3 separate regions of the Sus scrofa genome follow, and regions 1 and 3 are each linked to region 2. Evidence: chromatin contacts called from public Hi-C data. All regions are on one chromosome and are shown on one strand. Each heading gives the region's core, a stretch centred on a gene start, on an enhancer-like site or on the middle of the called end of the contact. The rest is flanking DNA. Distances are from core to core; before and after follow the strand shown. Region 1 overlaps RBPMS (RNA-binding protein with multiple splicing). Region 2 holds the start of RBPMS (RNA-binding protein with multiple splicing). Region 3 overlaps GTF2E2 (general transcription factor IIE subunit 2).

What was found. A called contact is a pair of places that touch in the nucleus more often than the background predicts.
Region 1: a Hi-C map of liver shows a contact between it and region 2, with 3 times the contacts expected there. The contact joins the enhancer-like site here to the promoter of RBPMS in region 2. A contact is called at or near these places in 6 of 47 Hi-C or Micro-C datasets (embryonic fibroblasts, fetal heart ventricle, heart right ventricle and 2 more) and 1 of 2 datasets of contacts at active chromatin or transcription factors (skeletal muscle).
Region 3: a Hi-C map of fetal liver shows a contact between it and region 2, with 2.4 times the contacts expected there. The contact joins the enhancer-like site here to the promoter of RBPMS in region 2. A contact is called at or near these places in 1 of 5 promoter capture datasets (liver), 13 of 47 Hi-C or Micro-C datasets (alveolar macrophages, embryonic fibroblasts, fetal heart ventricle and 9 more) and 1 of 2 datasets of contacts at active chromatin or transcription factors (skeletal muscle).

The regions. Positions count from the first base shown.
Region 1 is chr15:54,563,580-54,567,488 of Sscrofa11.1, forward strand. The region is part of intron 6 of RBPMS (RNA-binding protein with multiple splicing); the gene reads right to left. Among named protein-coding and RNA genes, the nearest start is that of SMIM18, 100 kb to the left of the region's middle. Within about 2 kb of position 2,267, at least 5 of the 83 cell types and tissues checked have an H3K27ac peak or open chromatin away from gene starts, as enhancers often do. A contact at or near this core is called in liver, where this site is marked.
Region 2 is chr15:54,723,158-54,726,812 of Sscrofa11.1, forward strand. RBPMS (RNA-binding protein with multiple splicing) reads right to left here and starts at 2,256. Exons shown (of 9, transcript XM_021074872.1): 1 at 1,651-2,256. The coding sequence starts at 1,716.
Region 3 is chr15:54,505,676-54,509,214 of Sscrofa11.1, forward strand. The region is part of intron 7 of GTF2E2 (general transcription factor IIE subunit 2); the gene reads left to right. Among named protein-coding and RNA genes, the nearest start is that of SMIM18, 42 kb to the left of the region's middle. Within about 2 kb of position 1,661, at least 9 of the 83 cell types and tissues checked have an H3K27ac peak or open chromatin away from gene starts, as enhancers often do. A contact at or near this core is called in fetal liver, where this site is marked.

The DNA of each region.
Region 1 (3,909 bases), core at 1,017-3,516, 160 kb before region 2:
CTCTGGTCGGGGTAAACAGTATTGTTTCTAGAATGGAGCAAGGACATTTCATTCTATTGACTTTCTCTCAGCCCCATCAGCAACCAGACTAAAGGCAAAAATGAACCTAGACTTAAAAAGCTGAGGTGTGGGAAGAGGAGGTGAGAGGAACATTTGTCAGTTCTCTTCAGAGTTATAAGTTTCCTAAAACTCATGAGCGAAACCTTCATCTCCTGCTCTAGTGACTCACATAATATATTGAATCATTGCCAACTACCAATGACAGTGAAAGTAAGCAGGATGCACGTTTTTTCAGATGTTGCACCGAGCTGTTCTTCCGTCTCTAAAAGTGACAAGGCAGCGCTGAGGCTTACAGTCCTATCACCTCATCCAGTTATTCTTTAAAAAAAAAAGGATTGGATGTTGAAAATAAGCACCTTCACTGGAGAGGATGTTGGCACCAGACCACAGACGGAAGCTGGAGAGAAGCAGAAATATGACGTAGCTCCTTTTCTGTGACAGTTCCTGTCTCTCCTGGGTCCTCCTCCTTCTGGATCAGACAGACTGGAAAAAACACATCCATCCCCGCTGGAGCGAGACCTCCTGGCAGATGTGTCACAAATGGATGCTAGAACGAGAATCTTCGAACAGGCAACTGTTGAGGGTTCAGGAGCCCAGGAAAGACACGGGACCGGGTCTCCCTGCGCTGCCCTGCATCCTTCTCCCACATCACGGAGGCTTAGTGTCCCGCGCCCAGCTCGCCCAGAATCTCAGTCAGAGATAACACCTTAGCTCCAGCATCGCATCACCGTGAAAACAAAACGCTGCAGTCTGCTTGAGATCAGTTTTGCTCTAATTAAAACTTTTATTGAAATCTCTCAAATGTTAACCAAGAAGTAGTTTTTGCCAAAGGTTGGAGGGGGTGGAGGTGGGGAATAGCTAATGAGCAAATTCAACATGGGAGCTCCCTCTGCTGGTCTGCAGTAGGTTGATATGTTACAAACACATTCCCAGAGACAAATCTAATTTGCTGGAGAAGTGGACAAAAGACAGGTGTGTTGGGCTTTGCCTCAGGAGAGAAACACTAGAAGAAAAAAAAAATCCATGTCTCAAAACAGAGCACAACATTGCTAAGAAAAAGCAAAATTATTTAAGAGCTGATCTTCAAAGACATAATCATAATGATTTCCAAAACAAAAACGGAATTATCCACTCTGGCCTTCCCTCTACTCTACCTCCAGATAATAAAAAGTCTCTTAGGCCCTTTGGGTGCAGGGGAAGTTCTGATTCCCTTGTTTCTGCCTTCAAGTCTCTTCTTACAGGCTTGCCATCTACTTAGAGAGGAAAGATCCAAGGAGCACTGGAGCAAGGCCTTTCCAAAATTCCGTCAAAGAATTAGTCTCTGGTGAGCCAGCACTGAGCTGTGGAAAGAGGCGGGAGGCAGGTGACCTGGCTCCGGTCATGGCAGAGCCACTTGTGCCTTTGGACAATTCTTTCCATCTTCTCCGGCCTGTTTCCTCATCTGTCAAATGGGTCAAACCAGCTGATTTGTAAAGTTTCTCCCAGTTCATTTTTCTGATTCTCATACTGGACAAAGACATTTAAAGAACCATATGTGTTCACCAGTCTCTAGGATGTGGAACCCAAGCCTGCACTGGGAGTGACTCCAAACAGGAAGGGGAGGTTGAGCAGAAGGATCCCACCGGTGCCAGATGAGAGTCCCACCAACTCTAGGACTGACGTGGCCATGCCAAGCGGATTCCAAGTTGGGCAAGTCTCAAGATCAAGGAAGAGCTCACGGGGAAGGTGACACCAGGGGCAAGACATCCCATTAAGTCATAGTGGTCGAGTCAGTCCATCTAATCTCAGCACTATCTCTCCCCATCCTTTCTTACAACACAACGGGATTTCTGTATTTTAATTTATTTATTTTTTAAGGGCCACACTCACAGCATATGGAAGTCCCTGGGGCTAGGAACTAAATTGGAGCTGCAGCTGCTGGCCTACACTATAGCCACAGCAACGTCAGATCCTTACCCCACTGAGCAGGGCCGTGGATGGAACCCACATCCTCATGGATACTAATCAGGTTTGTTCCTGCTGAGCCACAATGGAAACTCCTGCCCTGGGCTTTCTAATCTCTTAAGGCCTTTTATTTTTAGTTCTTTCTCCCACCATAGCACCAGAATGCCTTGTGATTGCATCTGTGGTATAAATGAAGCAAGGGCAAATGACCCAGATGTCATGGCCAAAAGCCACCAATCCCAGTCCCCTTTGCCCGTCTTCAAATCTTGCTTTTCCAGGGCAAAGGTGAAAGCCTTTGCTGCCAATTAACCAAAGTCATGGAGGGCTGGAAGACCGTGCAAACTCGGCACCATTTCATGGTATCATCAATATTTGCCTCAATGGCCAATTGATCTGTATTTAGGCAGTCCAGAGAAAGGAAGGGGTGGGACCATGTATCCATGGATGGTGGGGTGGATGACAAGCAGGGAACACTTTTTGAGTTGCTTCAAAGCATGTACACAATTATCCCTGAGGCCACGACCGGCATCCTGAGAAGTCAGCAGGAGGTATGTGCGGGTTTACTTTCCTCCCTTACTCCCCGGCCACCTACTGTGGCAGGGGTGACCAAGTGCTGACACGGACAAAGGAGGAAATAAAGCAGCAGGGGAAGGAAAGGCCAAAAGCGCTGAGAATCCAGAAATGAGGTAGAGAGTCTCAGAAGAACCTTGGTACTTCTGTTTTCTGGGCCAAGAACTCTCACCACCACCACCTTTTTTCTTCACTACTTTACTACTTCCTATGCCCTCCCCCAACACAGAGGGCAGTCACTCACGAGGCCCAGCCACCCGGGCTGTCCACGCGTGCCCGGAACACTGACAACTGAGCCGAAAGAGAACGGAAGGACGGCCATCTAGTAATGCCCCTGACCCCTGGCCGCCTGCAAGAAGCCTCTCTGGGGCCGCCAGTGTCCTATACAACATGAAAGAGTTTTAAGTCAGAAGGGTCTTCTGGGAAGCTGTTCCTATCATCCAGCCTTGTAAGTAAACACGAAACAAAACAGACAAAACCCCCACATCTCCAGGCTGATGGGTTTTTAAAAGCAGGCTTTCCGGCTTGTGGGAGTTACACATGCAATAAGACAAATGAAAGCTACAGTCTTTCTATCGTATTTGCTATTGATCATCAGCCTGACTCTTAATATTGAAGACTACTACTTGCACTAAAACCAAAGCTCAGAGAAGCATTTTTTTTCTAAGGGAAGAGCAATCTTTGATATGTAGACAGCAATCTTTGTGAAGAAACAAAGGAGTCTATTTATAAAAGTCAGGCTACTCTTTTTTTTTTTTGGCCATACCCGTGGCATATGGAAGTTCCCGGGCTAGGGATCAAACCCTTGTCTCAGAAGTGACCTGAGCCACCATAGAGACAATGCCAGGTCCTCAACCCACTGCACCACAGTGGAAACTCCAAATGCAGGCTATTCTTTTTTTTTTTTTTTTTTTTTTTTTTGGTCTTTTTCTCTTTTTAGGACCAAATCCGAGGCATACGGAGGTTCTCAGGCCAGGAGTCCAATCAGAGCTATAGCCGCCGGCCTACGTCACAGCCACAGCAATGCAGGATCTGAGCCACATTTACAACGTACACCACAGCTCATGGCAACGCCAGATCCTTGACCCACTGCATGAGGCCAGGGATCGAACCCATGCCCTCTTGGACGCTAGTCAAGTTCGCTAACCGCTGAGCCATGACAGAAACTCCCAAACAAAGGCTATTCTTAAGAAAGAAAGCTGGTCAGAAGAGACACCTCCACCTTAACCTACAATTACACTACATCGTACCTCCTTTTCTACAAGGTCTCTTAAAAATAGAAAAAAGAAACCCTTCATCTTTCCTTTGACGTATGCATGATAGCATATAATCTTC
Region 2 (3,655 bases), core at 1,006-3,505:
GTCAATTTAAGCGATATAGAAAGGTTTCTGAAGCAGTCATTATCTTGGTGTGTTAGGTGAGTTAGTTAACTGTAACAACTTAAAAAAAAAGCAAACTTATTTTTAAAATTTTATTTCAGTGGCAGGGAAAATAGCAAAGCAGTAAGGCTCAAGAAAAAAGCGAAACTTGCAATTCAAGTCTCCATCTCTGAGAAAGAAGGAATGTCAGTAGTATTCAATCACTTGCAGTTAAGAAACAACTGGCAAGAAAACAACGCTTTTCAAAATAATAGTTTATAATAAAGGTGATCTCCTTAGGTGGGAAGGCAACTTGCAGCTCACAGCAATTCACCTACATCGCACTACCCAAAAACTGTAACATTTTGTTATTTATTTTGCATTGTTTTGCATGGTCTTAGGGGCTCTCCTCCCTCTCCCTCATTTAAAAATAGTTCCCACTTTACAAGGGAACAAAGTGCTGAGGACTTATATATACTAATTAAATTCTTAGTGTTTGGTTTCACTATCAGAGTTTTATTTTACGCTCAACGTAGTATCTCCATAATCATCAATAGCCTAGCGCTTTAGAATCAGTTTGCCTTTCTGTTAACCTTATACATTAGGATGCAATACCTATAAGAATGTTTTATAGGTCATTATTTAGATTGCATACTTTCTTGCATCTATATACACTCTAAAATTCCCTTTAGCATGTTTAAGAAGTCAATTTCGTGGGCTTTTAAAAGACAGGGTGAAAAATATTGTTTACTGGACTCCAGACAACGTACCTATAGGAACCAGAGCCACTGAACAGGCTATCACAAATATTTCAACTACAAAATTCTGGAACGTTTGTTCTAGAGTTCCCTTCTACATTTACTGAATTTTTTTTTTCTACCAAAGGAACGCTCCTCAGCTGCAACATTTTTATCCTTGTTACAGACCCACCACAAAATTTACGCTCAGACGTTCAAGTTCCATTAAAATAGCCTGGATGATCACTTAATGAATTGCAAAGTTTGAAACTCTCGTCTTCTGTTCCCCACAACCGCAACGCCCCTAAATTTACAAAACCTAATTACTCAGGTTGGGGTCTTAGACTCATCAGAGAAGAATGCGGCTGATGAGTTATCTATTAATCCAAAATGCCTCAGCTGGAAAGATATTTCACTAAGAAACTTTTCACGTTGAAAGGGAGGGGGCAGGGAACCGAAGGAGTCTTTTAAGGAGAACTTTCCCCGAGTTTCTTCCTTAAACCACACAAACACACCCCACAACTTCCAGCCCCAGACGCAGAACTAAGTGCTGACCCTCCCGGTCTCAATAATCTGAGGTCACCCAGGAGTCAGCTCTCGATTCCGCTTTTAAAATCCGGTGCAAACAAAGCTGGGCATTATACTTACAAAAGGTCTCAGGAAAGTCCTCAAAGTTACGCAATTGTAGGCACACAGACGCGCGTGGACCCACAAAAACACACTCGGTGAGGATACACTCTCCCCGGGCCACAGCCTGGGGCTGCTTCAAGGAGCCAGGACGATTCCCAAACCCTCGACCGCGGCGCCCCCTCCCCGGCGCAGCCCGGCGCCCGGGGACCCGCGCCCCGCCAGCCGCCGGCACTTTGGAAAAGACCCGCGGCTGCCGTCCCAGCCCGTACCCACCACCTCACCGTACCTCTTCCTCCTGAAGGTTGGCCTCGTTCGGGGTGTTCTCCTTCTCGGCTTTGCCGCCGTTGTTCATCTTCCCGGTCCTCCCTCGCCGGGCAGGGTTGGGGCGCGGGGCTGGGCGAGGGCGAGCTCGCCCACTTTTCCCTTCCCCGGGCGCCGCGGGCAGCGGGGGCTGGAGCCGGGGCTGTGGCGGCTTGGCTGGGGCTCCGGCTCGGGGTCCCGCGGCGAGACTGCGGCGGCGGGCGACTCAGGAAGTGCGAGGGAGAGGACGGGGCAGGGCTAGGCGCCGGCGGACAGAGAAGGGGACGGAGACAATCGGGACCCAGGAGGGAGACCTGGAGAGGGCGGGCGGGCGTGAGGGAAGGAAGGAAGAAAGGATGGGGCGAGGACGCGCGTCCCAGGAGTGAGCCCAGAGTTGGGGATGTGGCTGAGTAGAGGCTCGGGGGCAGCCGCCGCCCGAGGTAGCAGCTGCTGGAAGGAGGGGGCGAGGGGTACCCGGAGAGGAGCAGGAGGAGGAGGTGCGGGGTAGCGGGGCGCGGCTGGGACCCGGAGAGCCGCTGAGTGCGCGCTCCTGGCTGGCTCTGGAAAGTACGGGCTCCAAGCAGCTCCCCTTCTCTCGCCTGCCTTCCTCCTCCCCTCTCTCCTCCCTCCCCTCCTCCTCCTCCCTCCGCCCTCCCTGGATGTGGGCTGCAGGCTAGAGCCCGGAGGGACGGGACGCGGGACGGCAAAGCCCCCCGCAGGAGGAGGGGCTGCGCGGAGGGCTGCTGCCAGGCGGCCGGATGGCGCGCGCCGGGCGGAAGCGACCGACCCGAGCCCCCGACTCCGCGGTAGGTCGCTGGGCGAGGGCCGAAGAGGGGAGAGGAGAAAGGTTAGGTCCCCCGTTTGCCCTGCCCCTGGGGGCCCCGGTGGCCCAGCCGGGCGCTGCACTCCCTTGAAGAGGGGCTTCGGGGAGCCCGGCCCTGCCCGCGCGGGGACCGGGGAGTGTGAGTTGTCACTTTTGCTCCTTTACTCTTCACGAGGCATTCGCACCCCTACCCCGCCTTTTCAATACCAGCTTAGACCTGGTTCTACCTCTCCTAGTCGGCAGCTTGAAATGACAGGATGCGAGAAATCGAGTGACATCCGGGGGCAGCCCACTCCAGGCCAGCGTTTTCAGGGCACAGCCTCAGACCCACGTCCGACGCCGGGTCCTCAAAAACCTTTCCAGCCTCCCCGCACCGGCTGGCCCCTGTTCAGACTCCTCTAGAGCCCTTATCTGACTATCCTGGAATTATTTGTTTACCTGGCTGCCTCTCTTACTCTCCTGAAGAGATCCTTCTTGGAAGGCAAGACCCAGCCCTCTTTACCTTTCAAATCCCACGGGTTTGGTTTGGGTTGTTGGGTTTTTTTAATAGGCTACGTGGTGTATAGTACGCACTCAATAAATATTTGTTGGCCGAGGGAAATGTTCCTCACTGCTAGACAAGCTGGAGGACAAGACAAGATATTCAGAGGGTCAGAGCAGCTTAGAGACGAAGGGAGACCCGGCATCTAGGTCAGTGCACAACGCTTGTTTACGCACCAGGCTTGGAAGGAAGAACTGCCTTGGTTTCCGTTTCCTTCTCTGTGAACTAGGAGTTCTATTTATCGCCCAGGAGTTTGCTATTAGAGGAGATTATCGGTTGATAGATAAAACTATAGCACCTGGCACCCATTCTGACCCAGTTAAGTTTACAATACATGGAAACTGGCTTTATGAAGGAAATTTCCATTTTTCCTGAGCCATCCAGAACTTTTCCAATATGGTGTCATTTATGCTTTCCACTCAAGTGACTGCTACAAACACCTAAGTTTAAACCTCCAAACTTCGGTAGGCTCTCTCTCACTTCTCACTCCTAGGAATTCTCTCCCCGCACCGCACCAATCACAATTTCTAATCAGCTTGCTTGCTTCACTGTTTGTCTTGACCCCGCCCCTCCCCCACCCCACATTCTTTACCCTTAACTGGTTTAAGTGCTCCTAGAAGTGGGATG
Region 3 (3,539 bases), core at 411-2,910, 220 kb before region 2:
ATTAGCAACATCCCCGGCTACTTTAGATGCCTGACTGTGACAACCAAAAAGGTATCCACACATTACTAAAAGTTCCTGGGGAGCAGAATCACCTAGGTTGAGAATTATATTAAAGGTACAGTTTACATTTATAAAACAGAGAAACATTAAGATACATTGTCTTCAAGCTTCTTTTCATGCATTCTTTTATTAGGCACATTCAGTGATATAAGTGATAGCAAAGTGAGTAAAGTTTCTGTCCCTGCGCCCAAACTGAGGGAGGAACGACATGGGTACACAAATGACACATGTCATACAGTATGTCATTGTGGTGTTCATACAGTGCTGCAGAGACCCTGGGGGGTGGGGTCACAGCCACCCATGGGAACCTCAGAGGTAGGACATTGTTCTTTTAGAAGAAAGTGTTGGTATTGTGTGAATCACTTAATTTAAAAAACGGAGTGTTCCTGTTGTGACTCAGTGGGTAAAGAAGTTGACAAAGGAGTTCCCATCGTGGCACAGCAGAAACGAATCTGACTAGGAACCACAGGGTTGTGGGTTCAATCCCTGGCCTTGCTCAGTGGGTTAAGGATCCGGCGTTGATGTGAGCTGTGGTGGAGGTCTCAAATGCGGTTTAGATCTGTCGTTGCTGTGGCTGTGGTGTAGGCTGGCAGCAACAGCTCCGATTGGACCCCCTAGCCTGGGAACCTCCATATGCTGTGGGCATGGCCCTAAAAAGAGAAAAAAAAAAAAAAAAAAGTTGACATATAGTGTCTGCGAGGATGTGGTTTCTATCCTTGGCCTCACTCATGTGTTAAGGATCCGGTGTTCATGTGAGCTATGCAGTGTAGGTTGCAGATGCATTTCCTATCTGATGTTGCTGTGGCGTAGGCCTGCAGCTGCACCTCTGTCTCTACCCCTAGTCTGAGAAATTCCATATGCCAAAAGTGCAACCCTGAAAAGAAAAAAAAAAGTTTTTTTGTTAATGAGGTAAATCATGTGTTTCCAGCGATCTATTGTAAATTGATACATATCTTAACATTTGTCTTTTTTGTTTTTTTTGACTGTCTTTTCTAGGGCCGAACCTGCGGCATATGGAGGTTCCCAGGCTAGGGGTTCATTTGGAGCTACAGCTGCCGGCCTATGCCAGAGCCACAGCAACACCAGATCTGAGTCAAGTCTGTGACTTACACCACAGCTCACGGCAACGCCAGATCCTTAACCCCCTGAGTGAGGCCAGAGGTCGAACCCGCACCCTCATGGTTCCTAGGCGGATTTGTTAAGCGCTGTGCCACAACGGGAACTCCCAACATTTGTCTTTCTCACTGTCCATCTGTCTCTTTTTTTCATATTTATTTTTATTTTCATTTTTGCTTTTTAGGGCCTCATGTGTGGCATATGAAAGTTCCCGGGCTAGGGTTTGAATTGAAGCTATAGATGCTGGCCTATGCCACAGCCACAGCAACGCAGGATCAGAGCTGTGTCTACAACCTACACCATGGCCACAGCAATGCCAGATCCTTAACCCACTGAATGAGGCCAGGGAGAGAACCTGCATCTTCATGGTTACTAGTCGGGTTCATTACCACTGAGCCACAACAGGAGGAGCTCCCTCTTTTTTTGTATCTTGCTCCCCAAAATGTTGGCTCAATTATGCAGATGAGGATTTTTGTTTTAGCCCACTAGGTGGCAGTCTTAGCCATAGAGAGGAACTCTTGAGTGAACAAACAAGCTTTCAGTCATGCTTCTGTGTGTAATAGAAGCAAATATACAGAAATGTGATTAGCACAACTAAGCAGAGAGTCTTGTGTAGTACTTTGAAAAATTATATAGATTAGTGAACGTAGGGTAGTTGGACCTAGGTATGTGTTGTGTTTCACAAAGGTGATTATTTCCTTAAATCAGGATCTTATTCATTTAGGGGCAGTTTAAATGCAGTGGCAAGAGGATGGTCTGAGTGGTCAACCTGTAGGATCACTCCTTACTAGCTTAGGAAAGATGCATATGACCCCTTTCTGTGTTTCTTTGTTTATAAAATAGGAATAATGGTGTTTACTTCAGTGGTTCTCATGAGGTTCATATAAAATAAAAGTGCAGAAAGAGTTCCTCTTGTGGTGCAGTGGAAATGAATCTGACTAGTATCCATGAGGATGAGGGTTTGATACCTGGTCTCACTCAGTGGGTCAGGGATCTGGCGTTGCCATGAACTGTGGTGTAGGTCGCAGATGCGGCTCAGATCCCCTGTTGCTGTGGCTGTGGTGTAGGCTGGCAGCTGTAACTCCTATTCGACCCCTAGCCTGGGAACCTCCATATGCCGTGGGTGCGGTCCTAAAAAGACTATATAAATAAAAAAATGTGCTTAGAGCTTGGAACATAGTAAGAACGTAGAGCCTGGCACATAGTAAGACTAATAGTAACAGTAGGTTTAGCTATTATTAGTAGCATTAAAAATATGAACTAGTACCAGAATACTAGATGTGTTAATCTTACTCATAGGTATGCTTTGCTTAGCTATCTGGCTTTTGACCCACTGGATCTGTAGTTGGTTAGATAGTGGAGAAGCAGAGTCAGTTTGACATTTGGGGGCACTCATCTTTTACAGTTAAATAATGTTAGGTGGTGTTCCCAGTAAGAAGGCTGATGACAATCTTACTTTCCCCCCATTGCCAGTAACTTGCTCTTTTCTGCCTGGAAGCTTAGATGACTTCAACTTTATCTTGAGAATCAGGAGTCCTCCCAGTAGCTACTCCCTTTGGTGCTCTAGTGCTGTTTCAGGTCATTCTTCTTTAATAAGTATATTAATGTTATTCCAGATATGGACATACTTTAAAACACTTTTTCTGATGCTCCACAGAGAGAAATTTAGTTTTGTTTTATTTTTTGCTATGTGCTATTATTATAAGTGATGTCCAATCCTTGCACATAAATACATATACAGTTGCCTGATTATCTCCTTATTGTAGTTTTCTTAAATATAGTTGGTGGGTCAAAAGATAAGGCATATTTGGAGTTCCCATCGTGGCTCAGTAGTTAACGAATCCGACTAGGAACCATGAGGTCACAGGTTCGATCCCTGGCCTTGCTCAGTGGGTTAAGGATCTGGCATTGCCCTGAGCTGTGGTGTGGGTGGCAGATGCGGCTCAGATCGGCCTTGCTGTGGCTTTGGGGTAGGCCGGTGGCTACAGTTCCGATTTGACCCCTAGCCTGGGAACCTCCGTATGCCTTAGGAGCGGCCCTAGAAAAGGCAAAAAGACAAAAAAGATAAGGCATATTTGAATCCAACTGCAGTGGCTCAGGTTGCTGCGGAGGTGTGGGTTCAATCCCTGGTCTGGTGCAGTGGGTTAAAGGATCCAACATTGCCGCAGGTGTGGCTCAGATTTTAGTCTCTGGCCTGAAAACTTCCATATGCCGTGGGCGTGGCCATAAAATAAAAATATTTTTAAAAAGGCATATTTGAAAAATTTTCAGTATCATGCCTAACATCCGTCATAAAGTTTACATCATTTTGTTTGGGCCACTTTACTCCTTCACAGCAGAGTATGATAAGGGGGAGTTCCTGT